2 separate regions of the Mus musculus genome follow, and region 1 is linked to region 2. Evidence: chromatin contacts called from public HiChIP or PLAC-seq data. All regions are on one chromosome and are shown on one strand. Each heading gives the region's core, a stretch centred on a gene start, on an enhancer-like site or on the middle of the called end of the contact. The rest is flanking DNA. Distances are from core to core; before and after follow the strand shown. Region 1 holds the start of Rrp1b (ribosomal RNA processing 1 homolog B (S. cerevisiae)). Region 2 holds the start of Tff1 (trefoil factor 1).

What was found. HiChIP or PLAC-seq counts read pairs in DNA pulled down with a chosen protein or histone mark.
Region 1: a contact with region 2 is called in a FOXA1 HiChIP or PLAC-seq map of pancreatic cancer cells. The contact joins the promoter of Rrp1b here to the promoter of Tff1 in region 2. A contact is called at or near these places in 4 of 39 promoter capture datasets (embryonic stem cells, hippocampal neurons, neutrophils and 1 more) and 1 of 115 datasets of contacts at active chromatin or transcription factors (pancreatic cancer cells).

Annotation. Positions count from the first base shown.
Region 1 is chr17:32,031,506-32,037,612 of GRCm38.p6, forward strand. It overlaps Rrp1b (ribosomal RNA processing 1 homolog B (S. cerevisiae)), which reads left to right and starts at 4,657. Exons shown (of 16, transcript NM_028244.2): 1 at 4,657-5,099. The coding sequence starts at 4,970. Hsf2bp (heat shock transcription factor 2 binding protein) reads right to left here and starts at 3,003. Exons shown (of 8, transcript NM_028902.1): 1 at 2,940-3,003; 2 at 1,756-1,906. The coding sequence starts at 2,987.
Region 2 is chr17:31,160,753-31,166,990 of GRCm38.p6, forward strand. Tff1 (trefoil factor 1) reads right to left here and starts at 4,301. Exons shown (of 3, transcript NM_009362.2): 1 at 4,175-4,301; 2 at 1,903-2,055; 3 at 644-841. The coding sequence starts at 4,268. The coding sequence ends at 825. Gm15318 (predicted gene 15318) reads left to right here. Exons shown (of 6, transcript NR_110503.1): 5 at 669-736; 6 at 1,320-2,300.

The DNA.
Region 1 (6,107 bases), core at 3,407-5,906, 870 kb after region 2:
CTGTAGCCTGACTTTACTAAGTTACTAGGTTCATGTATGGCCCCCAGACTGCCTTGGGAAGGACACTGGCGTCTAATCCCTAACGAATGAGAGCCGGATCTATTTTGCCGACCACTAGTTCATGGCTTTACAGTGAAACAATCAACCAGCAGGCTAATGCACTCTGTTACCAGGCAGCATTTTCCTTTTCTGGAAATAAATGCACAGACACTAATTGCTCTCAAAATTTGCCAGTTGAGCATGAGATTAGAATGAGGCAGTTAAGAAGTCAATAACCGGCAGCAGGAGGAGTAAGGCCCCCACAAAGAATGGTGACACAGCCAGGGAATTGCGACAGCTCTGTCGCTCGCTCTCAGGGAGAGCACCGCGTTATTGGAGCCCAGTAAGAGGTAGACTATGGAAGAAGCCACTGGGAGGGGCACTTGTTGTGGAAGAATGCAACCCAGCCCCTGGACTAACAAGTGGGGCAGAGGGCAGGCTGGCGGCCCTCCCACCTACTCCCTCTCTCTTTGCTCAGAGAGGCCTTCTTTGGTCAGCCCTGCCAACTCCAGTCTGTAGGGGGTTGCTCTCCCAGAGCACAGTACAAGACAGAAGTTAATAGAAATTAATGAGAAGACTCCTGAAAGAATGGGGCAGGGTTCCCTGTAACCATAATCGTTCATCCTTTATTTTTGTTTGTTTGCTTATTTTTCGAGACAGGGTTACTCTGTGTAGCCCTGGCTGTCCTGGAAATCACTCTGTAGACCAGGCTGGGCTCGAACTCAGAAATCCGCCTGCCTCTGCCTCCCAAGTGCTGGGATTAAAGGCATGCGCCACCACGCCCAGCCATCCTTTATTTTTTATTCCTAGGTTCACATGCATTGGCATTTTGCCTGCATGCATGTCTGTGTGAGGATAATGGATCCCCTGGAATTGGAGTTCCAGACAGTTGTGAACTTCACAAACTTCTAACTGCTTCTTCACCCTTCTAACTGAATAGGGCTGGCTAACTGGCCAAGTCCATATGCACAAACTAGAAACCCATATTCTGATCCCTTCTAGCTTGCTATTTAGGCAATCTAGCCCCCAACCCCCACCCTACCCCCTACACCACCCCTACCCCACAGCCTGCTTCCAAGTAGATCACCATACTGCTTGTTTCTTGAATCTCAGGCTAGGCTTGAACTCAGTATGTAGGTGTGAATGATCCTCAACTCCTGATCCTTATACCTCCACCACTTAAGTACTGGATTACAGGCATGCACCATCAAGTCTGGCTCAGATACCTATATTTTTGAGTCAAGATACTTTCTTGGTGGGGGAGGGGAGAGGGGTAGAAGACAACACTTTCAGGATGACATGACACACACACTGGTATGGGGGAGGGGCTGCAATCAGGATATAAAGTGGATAAATAAATAAATAAATAAATGGGGGAAAAAAAGATACTTCCTTATTTGGACTTACAGCTCTAACCATTACTTGGGTTTTTAAGGTGTACACTATAAAGCCACACTATGAGAGCTGGCAGTCAGATGTAACTTGAAAAATTAGCCTTACCCACCAAAAGCTGATGTCATTGCAATCCAGTCCCAATTGGTAAAGTGCTGACAAAAGCTCCAAATACCTCCCAAAAAATTTAACAGGGTTCCAGACTCATATCTGGTATGTTGCTCAAATGTCAAACATCTGGATAGACAAGTCCTAGCAATCCTGAACTTCGCTCAACTCCCCTGCCCACCCAAAGACAAGTGGCATGCATGAGGTAAGACTCACTTTTTTCTACCATCTTTAATTTCTGGAAACTTTCCAGTAACTCCCCATTTAGTATTCTGGGTAAGAAGTCCCGTATTTGCATCACTTCCGTCGTCAGCCGTTCCAGGTCCTTCTTTCTGACTTTAACAAATTCTTCTTTAGATTCCATGTTCTAAAAGAACAAGTAGATCTTAGCATTGTAGTATTTCTCTTCAGATGACTAGAACTAGCATCCCAAATCGACTTGCTCCCTTTTCTTTCATGCCTCTTACATTCATAATTGCCTCACAAATGTGTTTTTCTTTCATGCCTCTTACATTCATAATTGCCTCACAAATGTGTTTACATACGTACCTGTGTGTGTGTGTGTGTGTGTGTGTGTGTGTGTTAAGGTTTTTATTTGGTTTTTGAGAGGGTCTCACTGCGTAGCTTTGGTTGTTCTGGAACTATGTAGACTAAGCAGTGTGTAGGCCTCTGCCTCCATAGTGCTGGGTTACAGTCTCTTCCACCACTCTTGGCACCTAATGTCCCTCCTGTTACACATATATGGATATAGATGTGTGTGTACACATGGGCTTTATATACAGAGGGCCATGATGACGGGGACAAGGGTGATGATTCACACCCACAGTCCTAGCTTCTCAAGAGACTGAGGGTGAAATATGGCTTTGCCCAAGCGTTGGAGGCCAGCCTGAGCAACATGTCAAGACTGATTCAGTAAGAACAAATATGGTGGAGGAGGGAATGGAAATACGTAAGGGGAAAAACCGAACTCATATTCCTAAAAGCCAAAAGAAAATGCCTGCAAGTTAATGCGCCCCAGGCTGAACCGCTCGGGTGGGATCCCTGCGGCCGCATTTGGCTTTTGCTGACCCCTAACATTCACACCATCATACAATGGCATCCTACCGGAAGTAGGCATTAACCAGGCCCTCTCATGAAGGGGCATCAGGGGCAGAACCCAGATAAGTGAGTTCTCAGCTCCGGCTCCCCGGAGCCTCAAGGCCTAAGGCCTGGGCTACCACTTTTTAACCTGAGGCATCCGCAGATGATTTGGAACTGTGCCTCTTGTCTCCGGCCCTGGCCCACCCTCGCGCAGCTCCTGGCCAGGTCCCCTCAGGGCTACAGGGACATCTCCTCAGGCACTGGATCCGCCCTGAGGGGAGTAATCAGCAGCAGCTCCCATATGTAGGGCACCCACTGACCCGGCAGGCCTCCTCAGTACCGGACCCGTCGCCCACGGTTGCGGCCATAGCCGCTGCCTCAGCTTCGTGCGCCTGCGCAGAGCTCGCTAACACGCACACACAAAAACGCGGGAATCTTAAGATGCCCCACGATACGGAAAGCCACAAGGTTCAAATCTCGACGATTTGCTCTTCACTCTCGCTTTCTGGGTCCAGGGATGAGATGGACCTGGATTCTACTGTAGCTTTCCTACTTCAGTTGCGTTTCAGACTTGTTACCTGCAAAGTGAGGCCTGAGAGTCAAGCAGAATCCGTCCTTCCCTGTTTAGAGAGAAGATGCTACAACCAAACCTATACACTGTGAGAAACCGCGCAGGGAAAACCTCATCGTCCCTTGGCCCCAAGTGCTTCTGTGCCAGCACTTGGGTGGCGGAAGCTGGAGTTCAAGACAAACTTGCTACATAGCATGGGAAAATCTAGGCTGGGCTACATGGGGGTAAAAAAAAAAAAATCAAAATTAAATCACCAAAGCTTGGAAGAATATACTAATCTAATAATTCTCATGTTTGATAACGTAGAGTTTTAGATGTCCCTAAAGTTTGCACAATTGTTAAAAGCCTTCTTTTATGTTGGTTTAGTATGTTCCCGCTTGTGCTGGTTTATGTCAACTTGACACGAGCTAAAGTCATGGGAGGAGGGAACCTCAGTAAAGAAAATGTCTCTATAAAATCAGATTGTAGCAGGCCTGTAAGGCATTGTCTTAGTGACTGATGGGGAGGACCCCACCTATTATGGGCGGGGCCATCCCTGGACTGGTGGTCCTGGGTTCGGATTTCTGAGTTCGAGGTCAGCCTGGCCTACAAAGTGAGTTCCAGGACAGCCAGGGTTATACAGAGAAACCCTGTCTCGAAAAAAAAAACAAACAAACAAAAACAAAACAGGCTGAGCAAACTGCAAAGAGCACGGCGGTAAGGAGCACCCTCCATGGCCTCTGCATCAGCTCCTGCCTCCAGGGTCCTGTCCTGGGTGAGGTCTGGTCCTGGCTTCCTTCCATGGCGAACAGTAATATGGAATGTGAGTCAAAACAAACAAACAACGACAACAACAACAAAAAAACATTTGCTCCCCAGCTTGCATTTTTGGTCCTGGTGTTTGAAAATCTCACTACCCACTGCTTAGAACTGTGTGTTTTGAATGCAGGACTTACAGAGTCAAGTTAGATCCTCAAAATTTCCCTCTACAATAGACATCCCTGCATCTCACCCAGACGTCGTGTGTGTGGATTTGCTGATTCCCCATTCAACAAGCCTGCACCTGTCTCAAGATGCGGCGGAAGGCTTGCTGTCTTGCCACTACACACCCCTAGATCTATCCTAGGACCCTGCAAAAAAGGATTGCTCACTACACCACACCTCTGTAAGTGCCCCTGATGCTGCAGGGATGGGTTGTTCTCGCTCCTCTACAAATCTCACACCTGCCCTAAAAAGCTGCAAGGGTCTCCTCTCCACCTTTGCACTTGTCCCAGGACATTGGGAGGTTGGCCACCCCCTCTATAATGCTACATCAAAACTCAAGGCACTATCTTGGCGGAAACGGGGCGGGGGGTTGGTTGTGGGGGCTGCCCCTGTGCTGTCGTCAGCCTTGGGCTGCCTGGATGACGGCCTTCCTCCTGGGTCTCAAGTCTGTCCAGGGAAGCCCGCCGAGTGAATGGAGGTAGTAGCAGGATCGCCGCTTCCCCGATAGACCTTTGTTAGCTGTGCTTAGACTCTAAAACTGCATCAAACCAGCCGTAGGCGTTCTGCTGGAGGAGACCTGACCTCCAACTAACCGCCCTGTCAATCGCCCTGAACCTGGGCCACTCTCAGGACGCACTTCAAGCAGCGTTGCTACGGCGTCTACCCGCACAGGGGCCACGCGGGCTCCCTGGGCGCGCGGCGAGCGGCGCACCGGTGACGCCATCACCCGCGCGCCGCAGCCCATACGCAGACGCAGTCCGGATCGCTTGGCGGCGAGCGGCACGCGCGCAGCCTGGGGATGCTGAAGCGAGTGCGATGGCTCTCGCCATGCAGTCTTCCGAGTTCCAGTTCGCCCAGCGGCTGGCCTCCAGTGAGAAGGGCGTCCGCGACCGCGCCGTGAGGAAGCTGCGGCAGTATCTCAGCGCCAGGACGCAGAGCGACACAGGTGCGGGCCTGGGTCCGCGCCGCTTCGTGCGGCGAGGGTAGCGCCATTGGGCGCGGGTGCGGGTGCTACGGGCTGTGTGGCGGAGCTCCTGGCCCTGAGTCCAAGCTCACCACTGGCCCAGTTCACCGAGGCTCGTTTGTGTTTCTCTTTGCCTCCCTTGGATAGTGTCTGTAGACGCTGGAGTGCGTTAGTTGCCCTGAGAGGAACTCTGGCAATGTGGTGGCAGGACCTCGTGGCGATGGAGTGGAGTATGGGTGAATGCGGGAATGTATACCGGTAGTGTGGAAAAGTGCAGGAGAAAGTCCCTCTAAAGGAGCCTCCTGTGCTCTGCTGAGATTTTGACAAGAGGAAGCTGGCCAGGCAGACGCAAGAAAGAGCTAAGTGTGCCCCAAGCCAGAGAAATCTAAGTTGGCGCGCAAGGCATGTTGAAATAAAATTGAACCTGGGGGCAGTGTGGCCACATCACTGGCTTTTTCGTTTGTGTTTTAGCTGCCGTGGAATGCATTGCAGGGATTTATTTAAGTGATCCAGAATAGGTTCTGTAACTCCTTGAGTGAATGCGTAAAGTCTAGACTGCAGCCTACTGTGGGGGTTTCAGGTTGCAGCCAGTTGGCTGAAGTTTGAGTTACATGTTGCTAAATCTACTTAAATTTGAAGGCGGGGGGGGGGGGGGCGCGGAGAGATTGCTCAGCGGTTCAAGTCTCAGAACCCACGTGGCAGCTCAACCCTTTCCTGGAAAGGAGTCACCTCCTCTCACCTCTGCTAACATCGGGCATGCACGTGGTGTGCATACATAGAAGCAAGCAAATCTCATAGACCTCAATTAAATTTTTTTAAATGGTTTTTGATTGAAATCTGCCACAGGTGAGAGCACATACCATTCATTCCAGCATTGGAAGGCAGAGGACAGCCAGGGCCACAGAGCAAGCAAGACCTTGTCTCCCAGAAAGGAAGAGAAATCTGATAAAGGTGTAAAGACTAGGTTTTTTTCTTAACCATTTGTGTGTG
Region 2 (6,238 bases), core at 3,051-5,550:
GGAAGAGCTTTACCGCTTGCCGGAGAGACTGGAGCTGAGACAAGGCGATGGATAGAACCATGCATTGACCAGACTGCTTAGCTGTGCATACTTCTTGTCCTGTATTTAAACTTAAACTTCATGACAGGACCCCAAAAGTGGAGCGGGAATGGAATGGAGGACCATTGGACCTCCTTGTTCCCTTACCAGTGTGCCCACATTAAATGGATCTCCTTTTTTCTGCTTTTCATTGTGTCTTTAATGGTCCTCACGTTGACAATAACCCTAGCATCACTGGAAGATCGATCTCAGCTCTTGGTCAATCCGTCCTCCCCTGGGTGTCTCTGTCCTTGCTCTCAACATCAATGATAACAACCGAACTACATCAGCTATAGGATATATCACCCTCACAGCTACCCACTCCCATCCCCCACCCCGCTGGACAGCTCCCGTTAATGGCTGATCCATGACAAGGAGTCTGTAAACAAAACAACAGTGCCCCTTGACTATCAGAGAAAAGAAAATGGCATATGTGTGTGTGTGTGTGTGTATGTATGTGTGTGTGTGTGTATATATATATATTATATGTGTGTGTATATATATGTGTGTGTGTGTATATATATATATATTTATTTATTTATTTAAAGAATGACGAACACAGAATAACATTCATCTCTTTTAATTCTCAGGCCGAATTCGAGGACTAAAAGTCTGAGGGGTTGAACTGTGTCACCAGCCAGATCCAGCCACAGAATAGGTGTGTATGTAGCAGGTGGGCCAGGTGGCTCCAGTGCCCAGGTGGAGGGTGCCAAGTCTTGATGTAGCCAGTTCTCTCAGGATGGACCTTAGAAGGGACATTCTTCTAAAGAGAGAAGAACAAAGGGTGAGAGACCAGACAAACTCCATCTTGGGTTCAGGCTCCATCTTAGAGAAGGTGACCTAAGTTAACCAACAAGCCTGCACCTAGCACTAGTTTCTGAGTCACTCCCTAATAACTACTGACCAGGAAGAAAGCAGAAGTGAAGTTTATGGTTTGGTTCCCAGCACCAGCTAATTCTTTTAAAGGGCATCAAATTCCATAATAGCCTCCCCCATCAGATGTGTGCTAGGCTGGACACCCTCTGCTTGTTTGCTTGCCTCTATAAATGCTTGCCTGCAACTGGGCTCGGGGCTTCACCCTCCTGTCCTGCTGTGTCACTGATGGTGGTGTGGCCCAAGCTTGAGCTTGAATAAGGACCCAAGTGAGATAGCATTGGAATTGGCTCCTTGGTGGTCTTTTGGTGTTTCATACAACAAGGGTACTCATGAGAATAAGTGTTGTCTTTCTCTTTCACAAACAGTTGTGGGAAGCTTTGACTCAAAGCAGCAATGGGAACATTGTTTGCAAAGTGCAAACTCAGGACTGAGGGAATGGCTCCGTTGGCAAAGTGCCCGCCTTGCAAGCTTAGAGGACCTGTGTTCAGTCCCCGGCTCCACACAAGAAGCTGTACTGTGGAGATGAAGGCAGGAGGGCCTCTTGAAATTTGCTGGCCAGCCAGCCTATCTATTCATCCTGGTGGGTGACTCAAAAAAAGAGTGGCTCCTGAGTGATGAGACATGGTGTTGACATCTGGCCTCCACACATCAAGCATGCACACAACCACAACCACGTACACACTGCACACAGAGAGGCTGCCTTGACATTTCCTTTGCCAACCCCTCACTGCTCCAGTGAGCATTCCCAAGGAATGGCCAAGCAAAAATGAGCCCTTTCTTTGCCAGACTTTTAGCCTTGACCCTTCACCCCCCAAGACCTGGATTCAGCTATGTCACAGGAATCCAGGGACAGGGAAAGACCAACCAGAGATACGGACTGGCCCCACAGTCTCATGCCATTCTCCCTACTAACTCCTTATCCCCTACTGTGCTGAGAGATGACTGTACCTTCTTGAGTGTTCTCGATGGCCATGGGGTGGAAGCACCACGGGAATCCCCGGACACTGTCATCAAAACAGCAACCTCTCTCCGTGCACTGCTGGGCGGTGACACCGGGGAAGCCACAATTTATCCTCTCCCGGGGGGCCATGATACATGTTTCTAAAGTGAGGACAAAAAGCAGGGTGAGTCATGGGCTGTCACACTGCTTCCTTCTATGAGGAAACAGGACGCCGCCTGTGGGGAAGCCAGGTTTGAATATGCAAGGGGATACAGTCCTCATCTGTAGATGCGGCAAGCCTGGCGCTGGGACAGTTCCAGGGCCACCGCTTCCTCAGCTGCATTTGTTAGGTGATGTACTGTTTGCTCATTGTTGTACTTCTGCACTCAGTAAACTCTGCTCACCTAATAAGTACTTACTGAGCAATATGTGTGCTGGCTAGGTGGAGGTACTGACTTGGCAAAAGCCAAGGACACTGTGCCCAGTGACAGAATAGGGAGGCGAAAACAGAGGTCTTACATCCCCCTTCCTTTTCTTCCGGGAAGCTGGTGAGCAGGATACATCTGAGGATGTATCTTTGTTTCCAATATGACAGCCAGCCAACGAAAAGGCAACACCTTGCCAGACCTTCAGGCTTGACTCCACCCCTGCACCTGAATTCAGAGGCTAACAGACCCATGAAGGACGTGAGCCACACAGTACAACCATCCCAATGTGTGGGGCTTATGCTTGGGGCTGGCGGGAGCCCTCGAGATGGGCTGAGGACGTCAAGACTGAAAGGGAGGGGAAAGGTCCCTGTAGAGAAGGCTGAGCATTTACAGTAGGTGTCCCAAGAACGTATCAGGGTCCAGAAGCCTGGGGGCATTCATCAGGGGTTGCCTCTAGGACTCTTTCCTAGCGTGAGGATCTCCTGAAACATTCTTGAAGAACGGACTCTTATCTTTCAAGATAAGATCGGGACCTGTCATCTACTTGCTGGTGACCTGTGGGGCGGGGGTGCTGGCCTCTAATATAAAGCTAAGATGAGCACTGGCCACAGCACAGGACAATAAGGGGTCACAAGGAGCCCTTTAGGCCGTGGAGAATCAGTAGCCAGAAGAAGAAGGGATGTTGCTGTTCCCCTGTGGCTTCCAGCTCCCTTTCCCAGCAGGACTTAAAGATGGCTGTCCTGCCTGCACCTGTGTGGTCATCTGAGGAAGTTACTGAAAGCAAGCTCCCTTCAGGAGAGGTGCAGGCAGCCACCATATCCTATAGGATATGTCTACGTATCTACAGATAGACCTCTATGGAAACAAGGTCACCATGTGACCCAGAAACAGGTGTTGAGCCCTGGTCCAGGAAATGGGGCAGAGGAAAGCATGGTGGCTGGTACTGGGGTATGGGTGGGGGCCTGGAGAGAGCACGGAGCAGCTGTTGAATGCACCCCCCTCCCTTCACCTTCTACTCCAAAGCCATTTACTTCTCCCTCAGAGTCCCCTGGCTGGCTCCTTGTCCTCTGTCACAGACTGGTGCAGAGGGGCCTAGGCAGTTATAAGGTCCCTTTCTCCTCCCCACTCTCCCAACTACCTCCTCCCACTCAAGGGACATCAGTGATGCTGGAAAAGGGTAAGCAGAGCATTCTTCACTCTTCTCTAATGCTCCTCAGCCTGGAAACTTCCCTGTTCCCTCTTCCTTAGCACTGTGTCTGAGAACGAAGCTCTTCACAGCCGGGCAAAGCTCAGCTTACACACAGCCGCTGCCACAAGCCACTGATACCCACGAGGGCAGAAGCTGTCCCCATCCTACCGGCAAAGGTCCTAGGTCACATGGCCTTCCACTCCAAGGAGGGATGAAGGCTAGGGAGATAACACAGGGGTCCAGGAGGGGTTTGGCTCCCAGACCTGGGTGCATCCTAAGGGTCCAAGGGCCCAGGATCTGGAAGGATCTCTTGAAGGCCCAGTCCCAGCACAAGTACTTGGGCAGGGCTGCCTGCCCGGGAGCGGTGGGCTGAAAGTCACGTTTGGAGATGAGGCTCTAAGATCAGTATAAGATCAGTTCACATCAACAAAGGGGAGCCCAGCTGAAGAAGCTTCATTCTCCCTGCATCCTCATAGGTCCTAGGGCCCTGCCCGCTGCTCCATCTATCCCAGTTCTTGTGTTCTTGTAAATGGTAACAGCCTTCAAGAGCCCAGACCATTGGCTGCATAGGGAAAGGCTAGAACTAAGTACCCGATCACAATAGGCTCTGGGACCCAGCGTCTGTCAGCCATGGTCAGTGGGAAACAAGAGGTCTTGTCTTACCTTCCTGGGCCTGGGCCTGGGCCTGGGCCTGGGCAAGGCTGCCGAAGGCCAGCATGAGGACCACAGCGAGGACACAGATCACCTTGTGCTCCATGGCAGCTTCACGGGAAGACCACGAGTGATGGATGAGCTTGCACCACGTTCTTGACTTTATACCACCGGTCTATTTGCTTAGAGTGAGCGAGCATTTGCCAAAGGAGGGTCCATGCTGGGTAAGATTACAAGGTGTTTCTGAGATGCAGTCACAGGCTGAGAGTGCACTGATAGGGAAGGCTAGTCCCTCTCGTAAGATACACTAGGCAACCTGAGTACCTCCCTTGACATGACCTTCATCCAGTCCCGAGTGGTATTAGAAAAACCCTCCAGCTGGGCTTACACTGCCTGCTCAGACAGAGCTGATTCATAGCGAGAGACCACAGACAGGGCCTGTTGCATCAGCAGTGTTCAGCGAGTGATCTGAAGCTGGTGAGCCCCCATTTGCAGGCCCTATGCTTCCAAAGTGTATAATGTCATCGACTTGGAGGATCTGGGTTACCCGGTGGTGGGAAGTGTGTGGCTGGACAAGATGACAGGGACACATAATGGGTTCCCTGATGGCCTGCTCCTCTCCTCTGCTGGAATGAACCTGTAGGGTGCATCTTTGCATCATTTGCTTCATCCTTACACATGCCTATATGACCAAGTTGCTCTTTGGTCCCTTACTGAGGAAATATACTCAACGGGAGTCTGCCCCACTGACAGCTTGGGCCCTGAAAACCTGCAAGAGCTCAGAGTCCTCACTGATGTCTGTACGTGCATCTTGACCAGCTCACCTAAGCGATTCCTTCTTTATTTTTCTATTTGAGATGAGACCAGGGACATTCTGGGTGCTGTGGCCATAGACTATTCCCTATTTGCAGTGGGGTCCTTTTAGAAAAGTAAAAGAAAAAGGGAAGGAAAGCCAATCAGGTAGAGCTGAGCGGAAAACAGACACAATGGGCTCACCCTGCCTGGCACCTGCTGTTCCCTGTCCTCTGCCTCCATGCCCCCCAAAGGCATTCTGCCTCCTGGGTCATAGTCTCTGAGAGGATGCCCTGCACCTAGCCTCTGACTCACTCTCCACCTCTGCCTTCATTATTGATCTCATGATATAGCCCAAGCAGCCACTCTGTTGTATCTGCTCATTGTTTGTAACCCTCACCTAGACTGCAAGTTTCTTGAGAGCAGAGACTTTGTTTCATTTTGGGAGTGGCCCAGCTCCAAGACCACACAGCTTCAATGGGTGTCAGCAGTAGTTGTGAACACCTGAATGAATGAATGAATGGATGGATGGAATGAATGAATGAATGATTAATGAGCTACAGCAGAAGTGCTTTTCCTTAGTGATAGATTAAGGGTCCTGCATGCGAGCCTGGAAGAGAACCTAAGTAAACCCCAGAGGCCCTCCAGGACGTGGATCAGAGTAGAAGCATCACCCTCTCTTCCCCTCAGCTCCTGCTTAAGCAGGATCATAGGAGAGGGCCTGACAGGCAGAACTGGGGGCCTTTCACAGAGAAGGCTGAGTTCGTCACACACAGGGATGTGAAGCGTCCTTGGTTCACAGTGCTAACATGGAAAGCAGAGTGGAAACAATGTAACAGTGGGAGAAATAGGAGAAGAGGCTTGTGGAGGCTAAGCCATAAGGAGCACAGCCCACCAGTTCAACTGGCTCACGATTTGTGTCGACCTCAGATAAACATCCACACACATGGAGAAACAAGAAGAGTTCCGCTAGCTGCTTGTGATAGGGAGAGGGGAAGATGAGGAAGAGGCGAGGAGGCTCCTAAGGGCACATTAACAAAAGAAAGGGGAAAGGCTTGAAGTATATGGAATGTCACTTTTGTGTATAGTAGGGGCCTCTCTGCATGCAGAAAGTATTGAGCGAGTCCCTAAAATAGATGGGAAAGGAACGGACCACAAGGAGACATATTTGGAACATGGTCAAATGAAGAGTTCACCTAAGACTGGATGCTCTAACATGTCAAATACTGGCCACGCCAGAACAGCTCCCAGACCAAATGCATGCAAACACAGATGGGAAGGAAA